Regions from separate parts of the Mus musculus genome. Here region 2 is linked to region 1. The links are chromatin contacts, called in public Hi-C maps. All regions are on one chromosome and are shown on one strand. The core of a region is the stretch at or near the end of the contact, and the rest is flanking DNA. Distances in the headings are between cores, read along the strand shown.

Region 1 (4,815 bases), core at 834-3,333:
GAGGTCCCACATTGTTTCCAGTCCCTTCATTGTATTTTCTCTGAGCCCATCTCAGGGAACTTTTTTTTTTTTTTTTTTTTTTTTTTTTGGTTTTTCGAGACAGGGTTTCTCTGTGTAGCCCTGGCTGTCCTGGCACTCACTTTGTAGACCAGGCTGGCCTCGAACTCAGAAATCCGCCTGCCTCTGCCTCCCGAGTGCTGGGATCAAAGGCGTGCGCCACCACGCCCGGCTTCTCAGGGAACTTTTTGACCTCCAGTAGCATCAATCATTGTGTTACCTCCCAGATCTTCTATGCTGAAGGCATGCAACCCCTTGGGGTTGTCTTTCTGGACCTGAAGGTCCACCATAGCTTTGTTGGTACAGTAAAACTTCTAAGAACTTAAATTCTTTAATGTAGAACTTGTTGTAAGCCAGGGTAACCAAGTGCTGCTGTCAAGGGAGCAATCGTAATGACTGCAATCCACTCAACTTGCACTGTTGAGTAAGAGATGAGAGCCACATTTACCAGGAAACTTTTTCCAATGTTGTACTGTACCTAGGTATGACCAAAATAAACTGCCTGGTGTCAGGGTCAAGTTTGAATCAACACAGGCTCACTAAATCCTGCTGAACTGGATCTCCTTCTCGCCTCACATGGATGGTTTCTCTACCAGCCCTGGTATTTGCAGGGACCCCCACAAAAGTGTAAACCAAATAAACTCCTCCCCATTTGGCTTTTGGTCATGGTGTTTCATGGTAGCCAGAGTAACCCTACCTAAGAAAAATATTTAAAACATGTTCTTGAATGACTTGCATACTTTGAAGTACATACACATAACAGCTTTTCACTCAACTACAAGCAAGCACTAGGAGCCTTTTGATGAAGTACTTTCTCTTTTAGGTGTTATCCTAGTGTTTAACACAAATAAAACACAAGAGAAAGTTATGTGTACTTTGTTGTTGTTTTGTTTTGTTTTGTTTGTGTTTTTCAAGACAGGGTTTCTCTGTGTAGCTCTAGCTGTCCTGGAACTCACTCTGTAGACCAGGCTGGCCTCGAACTCAGAAATCCACCTGCCTCTGCCTTCCAAGTGCTGAAATTATGTGTACTTTATTGTTCTAGTGTTTTCCACCAGATGTAGACACTGTATGATTGATGAGTTTGGCGCAATACTGTATGTATAGTAGTATTAGAAACTTTTCATAGAACTTATCTTTAAGTGAAGAAAACCTGGTTTGGGGATTTTTGTTTTTGGATTTTTTGTTTGTTTTTTGTTTTATTGGTTTTTTGAGGGAAACCTGGTTTTATGATAATATGTGTCTATACAGAAGGATCATCTGCTGAGGGGTACAATCATAGTCATAGAGGGCTTTGTATGCCTGAGGGTTCAGTCACTGACTCGTGGTTTCAATAGGTGTGGCTCCCAATGGACTCATGTGTCTGAACGCTTGGCCCATAGGGAGTAGGGACTACTAGGAGGTGTGGCCTTGTTTGAGGAAGCATGTCCCTATGGAGGCGGGCTTTGAGGTCTCCTATGTTCAAGCTATGCTCAGGGTGACACAGTTTCCTTCTGTTGTCTAAGGATCAAGATGTAGAACTCTTGGCTCTTCCAGCACCTTGTCTATCTGGATACTGCCATGCTTACCACTGTGATGATAATGAACTAAACCTCTGGAACTGTAAGCCAGCCACAATTAAATGTTTTCCTGATAAGAACATGACATCGCCATGGTCAAGGTGTCTTCTTATAACAATAGAACGCTAAGGCACTGACACTGCAGAGAAGCAAAAGGCAAGGGAGAAAACAAGGCCCTGGAGAAGAGATGGGTTTGAAAGCAAGTGACCCATGATCATTATCATTAATAACAGTTACTGAATGCCTACCACATGCCGGGCAACATAATGAGAACTTTGTCTCCTTTGAGGAGTTACTTTTTTTTTGTCCCTAGTTAATAGATAAAAATTAAAACACAGAAATGTTAAATGTCTCAATTAAGTCACATAGCTAATAAATGACTAAACTAGGATTAGACACAGTCCAAGTCCAGGGCCCATTTCTAAAAACTATGAGAGTTCATGGCGAAAGAAGCAAGGGCCAGAGCACAAAGTCCAATGCTGATTTGAGAGAAGAGGCAGTGTGGCTTTAAGCACTGCTCGAGGAACCCAAAGTTACACAGTACAGATCTGACAGACAGTCCCCGATATGGAATGTCCAAAGAACAGTGTCACTTCTGAGACGGCGCTGGCATGGTGGTAGTTTCTGATTTGGGTGTTTTACTCATCCCAAGGACTTGAGGGGTTGTTATCCTTTCAAAGACATAGCATTCACTTTTTTCTCCAGAGGCTGGTGTTCTAGTGCTGACCAGATGAAAGCCTTCCTTTAATAAAGTGTCCACCAGTAGGCCCAAGACATTTGTTCCGTTGGCCAATTTTCGATTATCAGGCTTTATGGAAATGTACCTGAGGCATACAAAGAAGTAATCAATTACAAAGCATTCCTTTAATAACAAAACTACACATAGAAATTATTCATACCCTCAAATAAAGGCATTGTACCTTTCTCTTCTGTTTTTGTTGTTGTTTTTAATTTCGTTTTGTTTGAGAGAGTTATACTGTGTACCATGATTGCCTCAAATTCATGATCCTTCTGCCTCAAACAAAATGCTAGTATTACAGATGTGCACCCCAGGCTTGGCAACAGCTTGTTTTTGTTTGTTTTTATTATACAGTCTTACTTTGTATCCCAGGGTGGACTTCATTTCATAGACCATACTGGCTTCTTTTTTTTTTTTTTTTTTTTTTTTTTTTGGTTTTTTTTGAGACAGGGTTTCTCTGTGTAGCCCTGGCCATCCTGGAACTCACTCTGTAGACCAGGCTGGCCTCGAACTCAGAAATCCGTCTACCTCTGCCTCACCAAGTGCTGGGATTAAAGGCGTGCCCATGCTGGCTTCAAAGTCAGAGATTTGCCTGCCTCTACTTCCCAAGTGCTAGGATTAAAGACTTAGGCCATCGTACCTTGCCTGGCTCATGATCTTTTTTTAAAAACAGATTTTCTTTTGAGTCTTCATTTTCAATTTTAAATCAGTAACTGAATATTAAAAGAGACCATGCTTCCAACTCATCCCAATTACATTTAAGAATATAGTTGAAAATGTTGGCTTTTCAGTGAAATTATTTTAGGGATTGGTCAACTTGGTCAAAGAATTAAACTTTTTTGCTGTTGTTGTTAATATAGAGTAACACATTTCCAGTTTTTTCATTTTTCTTTAACCCAATTTGACTAAATTGATTTGTTTCTACTAACACTGTATTTTTACAATTTTCCACTAGCTCTAATCATTAGTACTGCCATTGTAAGTTGAGATTTATTCCTGTCAACCAGCCTTTTCAGGTTAAAATTTGAAGGTACAAAATGCTAAGACTCCAATTTATTGCTATCTTTTCATCAATAGCTACCTGTTATTGAAGAGAAAATATAGTAGTCAAAATCTGATTGAAAATGCAAAACCCTTTACCCACCCACTAAGTATTCTACAATGTCAGCACATATACCCATGTTTGCTTTAATGATGGCATTATAGCACAGAAAATATCTGTCAACAAGGATATTTTTGTGACTTCCCATTGTTCTAAAACTGTGACATGAGGCTTAGGTTAGTGTCAGGTAGACACTCTATAGTTTCTTGGGGGTAAAACAATGTTTGAGCACAGCCCTAGTCATGAACTGAGGGCATGGCTGAAATGGTGACTACTGGATGCCAAGTTCAGAAACTTTTTACTGGCAAAGAAAACAACAACCAGCTAAAAATTATCAAGCTACAAAACACATTTCAAGAAAGGTTTATTGTGTTTGGTACAAAATTTTAACAGTAGTAAAGCACTTCATCTTCCAAGTTCAGATCTAAATTATTTGTCAGAAAGTCACAGAATATCATAAAAGTACTAGGATACAAATAGCAAGTAGTAGGTACTTACAAAAAGTAGAATGTTCTTACAATAACTCATTGAGCTAAAACTATTGTATCTGATTCCCTCTGAGATCAAATTGAAAAGGATTTCATACATATAAAAAGTGGATGAACTAAAGAAAAGGAGAATGTGAGCTTGCATTTCTAGTGCTGCAGATAGAGCCCAGGGCCTCGCAGTGCACCCCAGGCAGGGACTCTCCCACTAAGCACCATCACCACACCTCCCCCCCCCCACCCCCCCGCCTCTCCCCCACACCTTTTTTTTTTTTTTTTTAATTTAAGGGCAACTATGCTTTTTCATCTAGTTTAAAAAAGGAGAGATCAGAAAATGGCTACAGAAGAGACTCTAGAATCCTGAGGCCATAACTTGAACTAAAGTATATTGTCACATGGATGGACATCTAAAGATACAAACCAAGAACCTGAGAGAGAACTACAAACACATTGAAGCCAGCCAGACTTATTCTATCATATCCACCATCTAAAAACATCTGAACAGACAAATTAAGACCAAAAACTAGCTAAAATAAGTAATTGCCAACTAGCCATATACTCAATCACCATTTATGTTCATATCATTTTTGGGAGGGGGGTGTTGAGACAGGGTTTCTCTGTGTAGCCCTGGCTGTCCTGGAACTCACTCTGTAGACCAGGCTGGCCTCGAACTCAGAAATCCGCATGTCTCTGCCTCCCAAGTGATGGGATTAAAGGAGTGCACCACCACTGCCTGGCTTGTTCATGTCATTTTATAGATTCTATATCTAGCCTGAAACTGGCACTCTGTAAATTAAACACCAGAAGAAACTCCAAACTTAAAACAACCAAAAATCCCACCACAAGCTGGGTGAGGTCTATAATCTTAGTACTCAG
Region 2 (4,815 bases), core at 1,172-3,671, 640 kb before region 1:
TGCTGGTAGCCTGTACAGAGGACTTGGAAGAAGAAAGTTCTTGTTGTTTGCATCCTTGCTCTCACTTTTGCTGGCAAGTTCAACCCTTCACTGGCATTAGAACCTACTTCTTCAGTGTTCTGGTGGATATTAAAGACCATCTGTGCCGTCCCGCCTCATGGACAGAACAACCATTGGACTCTTGGGCTTTCTCTTAGGAGACAACCATTGTTGGAACAGCCAGACCCCAGCCTATAAGTCACTCTAACAAATCCCATATCTATCTATCTATCTATCTATCTATCTATCTATCTATCTATCTATCTATCTATCTTATTTGATCAATTGTATCTTATTGTTTCTCTAGAGAACCCTCCCTAATACAGAATTCTTATTTCTAGAAAGTTGTAGTGCCTCCCCAAACATTCATGTTAAATTGAGTCACCCCCACGGTTTAGCTTGCTAGCAATCATTTCCTAAGCCTTTTCCCTGCTAACCTCACACAGGTAGGGAGTTGCAGGGCCCCAGGCTGCTTGCTGCAGAATTATCTATCAGGTTATTAGGAGAATCTCAGGCAGTAGGAAACAAAGAGTTATCAATACCATTGATGGCTCTCTCCTCACCTCCTCAAGAACCACACGCCCACTTTCCATAATGCAAGGATGTGAGAGTACAAAGAACCGAGTGGAGTGTTTTCCAAACTAAACGCTTAAGGCTCTGGGTGGTTTATTCAGCCTGGCTGCTTTACTGTCCACTGCTGAAGCGCTTCGTTTGCAGGAGATGCACAGTGTGTTTGCCCTGCTTGAAAGATTCTGCTAGTGGCTATGTTCTTCATGCTCAATGCCCTTTCTTCACCCAAGGACAGTTTAAGAAGAGTAGGTTGCAATTAGTACATTAAAATTACACGTAATGGGAAGGGACCCATAGTCCAGAGTGTCTAATCTCTTTGGTTGGTTGGTTTGTTTGTTTGTTTGTTTGTTTTTCCTCATTTTTTCCTAATCTCTTTTGAAAGCAAGGAAACTTTCCAACAGCAAGAGGAGTGCTTTCTTGGTTTCAAGTTTTCCCTTGAACACTTTTGAAGGTTTTTAAACTTCTTTTTACACGCAGTCATACAGGCTAAGCACTCTTCATGGTGCTCTTGGGTCTGAGTGCCACCTGCTGTGACTACCAGATGCCACCTCTCTGTCCTTTTCATGCCACTAGCTTCTGTCCTGTGCTGTTACGCTTTCTACTTTCCATACACCACACTTCCCCCGTGCACTCCCCACAATGTGTCAACCCCAGGTAGACATCCTCCCCACTTGGTGAAACATGATTTATTCTTCAAACCTGGCCCAAATGACACCTTGTGTCTGGAGCCTTCATTGTCCCCCTGTCATTCTGTCTCCTTCAGGAAAAAACCAAAAACCTAAACTAAACCTAAAACAACCCCCAAAGACAAAACAACAGACACCCAAACTACTCTTACTGACTCTCAGAGCTCTTGACATGTTGATAAGCTGCACACACACACACACACACACACACACACACACGAACAATCCAACAGTGGAAACACAGTGTTTCAGCCACACAGGAGTGGGCCATCTGTAACACCATCCATTGCCTTAGAGAGAACGAAGATAGCCCAGCAGACAGCTATCATGTAGTAAAAGTCTCCAAGTCCAGCAAAGAGGAGAAAGCTTGTTGCCATAACTTCTGAGGATAACATTATTCAACTATTGTCCCCAAGTCAAAAGTGTCCATAGAAAATATTTTAATTCCCTTTACACTAGTACCAAAAGAAGACTATATGTAGCAGTCATTTTAGAGTTCATTTCCAATCAATCAACTGACCAATCATTAATCAATCAACCAAGCAATCAACAATCAATCAATCATCAATTGATTATTTTTCTTAGTAGACTCTTGTTATATAGCCCTAGTTGGCCAGGAATGTATTAGGTAGGCCAGGCTGGCCTTGAACTTGGTGTGACCCTTTGCTCTGCCTGTCACAAGGACTGCAGTTGTGTAATCACATCTGGGTTACAGAGTCTCTTTTAGACAAGATCCTAACCTCTTCAAGTCTCTGTACTTAGTTCGATCTGTGCAGGCGTAATTAGGGATGGGAATGGCTAGTATGACTGCAGACACAGAAATCACTACAGTTAATAAAATTTCCCTTGCAAAATAGCCACTAACCTGTCCAATCTACTGGGGAGGAGCTAAGACAGAGAACAAACTAGACAAGTGGCATGCAAATAACAAAACCACTGGTGGACGTAAACCTGAGCAGCTTCTGCCTTTGAGCTTCAAAACGGGAAGCCAGAGGAGTAGTGGGAATGGAGAGCGGGGAAAACATCTTTGTAACTTCAGCCCTCCAGCTGGAGAGAGAGGGGAGGACTCAATGCCTCTCTTTAGAGGGTGAGGAAGGCAGGGCAGCACCAGCAGGACCTTGGACCAGGGACTCCAGAGAAACAAGACTGCCTGGCTTTGGCTGCGGCCTCTGGGTGGGGCAAGACCAACTAAACTGGCATACCCGGAAGTCCTTGCATGGCTGGAAGGTGAGGTGGTACGGACAGCCTGCTCCTGGCTGCCACCCACGAGGCCCTGCGGCAGGCCCCACCGCCAACGCATAATATGATCTTGAGAAAGCTGCCCTCAGCACTCCACGTTTAGCTTTAAATGGAGAAAACTTCAGTGACGTTTGTGATGCTGTGTAACCCGAGAGTTATACATATTGTGTTGCACATGCTACTGTTTTTTCGAAGGAACTGTGAGTGCAGAGTTATTCCGCGTGGAATAGACTGTTTCCGTCACCCCTTTCATTATGCTTCTATTAACATCAGTAAAAGGTTTCACAACTGGGCAGACTGATGTCTGTCACCTTCCAAATGACCCTTGACAAGGCCATTTGGTGTGGTTGCCTGTTACAAAGCCTCTTGGAATTTTGCCCTGTTGTCAGTGGCTAGACCATGAACTCTCTTTAGCATGGTCTCCCTGAGCACAAATTCTAATGCAGGGGGTGGGTCAGTAGACATTTAATGAACATGTGGAGTGAGGTCCATTGTGGTGGGGTCGCTTAGAGGCAGTGGGGCCACATGCTTTGTCGTCCCCTGAGGTGGCACAGAAGCAAGCTCAGTACTGGAGAGAATGACTAACAATCTGGAAATGCCATGTTCCAAACGAAGGGACTCTAGTGTTTCTCTTTTACTGAGTTAAAATAATTAATAATTAATAATAATAATAATAATAATAATAATAATAATAATAAATAATAACTTGTCTTTTTCTATCTTTCCAGTCCCGAGGGAGTGCCATAGCTGTTGAACTCAAGTTTTAACAAAACACAGAAAGTCCATCTTCAAATATGACAAGAAATTGCCATTTCCTCTTTTCCTATCTTTCATTCCCAGTTCAAAACCAACTTTGATTTGTTTGAAAGCACATGCTGAGACATTAGCGTTTTACCTGGGCTCCTTGGATCCCACAGCAGGCTCCAAGAGAAAGGATAGGATAGTGTTGTAGGCTTGCTTGGGCTGTGATGTGACCCCTCCCAGCAGCTGTGCTACCCACCCTGGCTCAGGCTGGAGCCTGAACAGAAGCCTCCAGGCAGAGGCCACGCCCCTCAGAGCCCCTTTTTCCCATGTCAGCGACTTCCACTGGTTGAATTTAAGATCTAGCTCTGCTCTCCCAACTCATTCCTGGAACAACCAGCTTTATCCGGTGTGCCCGTACTCAGAGCTTTCAGACCCTCAAGTCTGTCCCGTACCAAGTCTATTTCTAAACCTTTGACCGATTTACGTTCCCGCGCCTTGTCTGCAGCACGTTTTGTTTGCTGTGTTGCGGTGTGTTCACTACTTTTTGTTAAAAGCGCGACATTAAAGGGTTCTGTATATTGCTCATACACAGATAATGCAAATCTGTTTCCCTCTCCCAAACCTGTTTTCCTGCCACCGGGGCTTCCTGACTTTCCCCGGATCTAACTCAATGTCACCAGAAGAGCTGGGTATAAGACCTCTTTGGAGTTTAGCATGGGCCTGGGAGTGTCCCAGCATTCCTCACTTCCTGTCACACTCCATTGTTCAGAACGAAGTCCCAAGCCAAATGGAAGGGCCATCATAGGCCACACCCACTGGAGTAGATAACCTGGAATTGGTAACTAGCCTATGGAGAAGAAGGGAGTGTGGCTGCTGGTGAATAGCAGCCAATGGTGTCATCATTAGCTATGTAATACTATGCATTCGCTATGTTAGACTCAGCATGGGGTGCTTTAAACTGCTGGGTTACGCATGCCACTGAACTAGCTCTGGCCCATATTTTATTATTACTAATTAATTCATTTATCTATTAAGTATGTTTACATGTAAGTATGTGTGTTATGGCTTATGTGTGTGGAGGCCAGAGGACAACACATAGGAATTAGTTCTCTCCTTCCACCATGTGATTTCTGGGGATAGAACTCAGGTCCTCAGGCTTGGTAGCAAGTAGTTATATGCTGAGCCATCTTGCCAACCCACAGCTATATTTTAGCTCCAGTGTTTGTTAAATGAGTAAGTAGCTGTGACTGACAGTAATCATACTACCCTTCCATTTCCAGTCTTTGTACTGAACCTCAGTTCTGCAGAGAGCTTTAAAAGCAATCTCAGTGTGAGTTAAGACTCCAGACAACTAGAGAGATACTTAAGGAGCACTAACTGCTTATTGATAAGCTAATAGGAACACAACATACTTGTAACACCGTTGTCAGCTAGAACTCCAAGATGGGCTGTCTTAATGTTTCAACACTCTGAAGGGCGGTTTCATATTAACCAAAGCCAGGCCTTGTCATGCTCCTACGGTGGCGTGTACGCTCTT

Evidence for each region. Hi-C and Micro-C count contacts between places; a contact is called where the count stands out from the background.
Region 2: a contact with region 1 is called in a Hi-C map of liver, with 2.7 times the contacts expected there. The contact joins two enhancer-like sites. A contact is called at or near these places in 4 of 39 promoter capture datasets (the SN4741 cell line, Sertoli cells, embryonic stem cells and 1 more), 2 of 15 datasets of contacts at CTCF or cohesin (the NIH/3T3 cell line and large pre-B cells), 4 of 484 Hi-C or Micro-C datasets (bone marrow-derived macrophages, cortical neurons, liver and 1 more), 14 of 115 datasets of contacts at active chromatin or transcription factors (bone marrow-derived macrophages, craniofacial prominence, embryonic basal ganglia and 7 more) and 1 of 9 other capture datasets (embryonic stem cells).

What each region holds. Positions count from the first base shown.
Region 1 is chr14:61,609,274-61,614,088 of GRCm38.p6, reverse strand. It overlaps Kcnrg (potassium channel regulator), which reads right to left. Exons shown (of 2, transcript NM_001039105.3): 2 at 1,256-2,437. The coding sequence ends at 2,203. All of the region lies in intron 6 of Dleu2 (deleted in lymphocytic leukemia, 2), which reads left to right. It also overlaps a transcript of Trim13 not described here. Among named protein-coding and RNA genes, the nearest start is that of Kcnrg, 4.2 kb to the right of the region's middle. Within about 2 kb of position 2,083, at least 8 of the 459 cell types and tissues checked have an H3K27ac peak or open chromatin away from gene starts, as enhancers often do. A contact at or near this core is called in liver, where this site is marked.
Region 2 is chr14:62,246,612-62,251,426 of GRCm38.p6, reverse strand. No RefSeq gene overlaps it. Among named protein-coding and RNA genes, the nearest start is that of Dleu7, 44 kb to the left of the region's middle. Within about 2 kb of position 2,421, at least 12 of the 459 cell types and tissues checked have an H3K27ac peak or open chromatin away from gene starts, as enhancers often do. A contact at or near this core is called in liver, where this site is marked.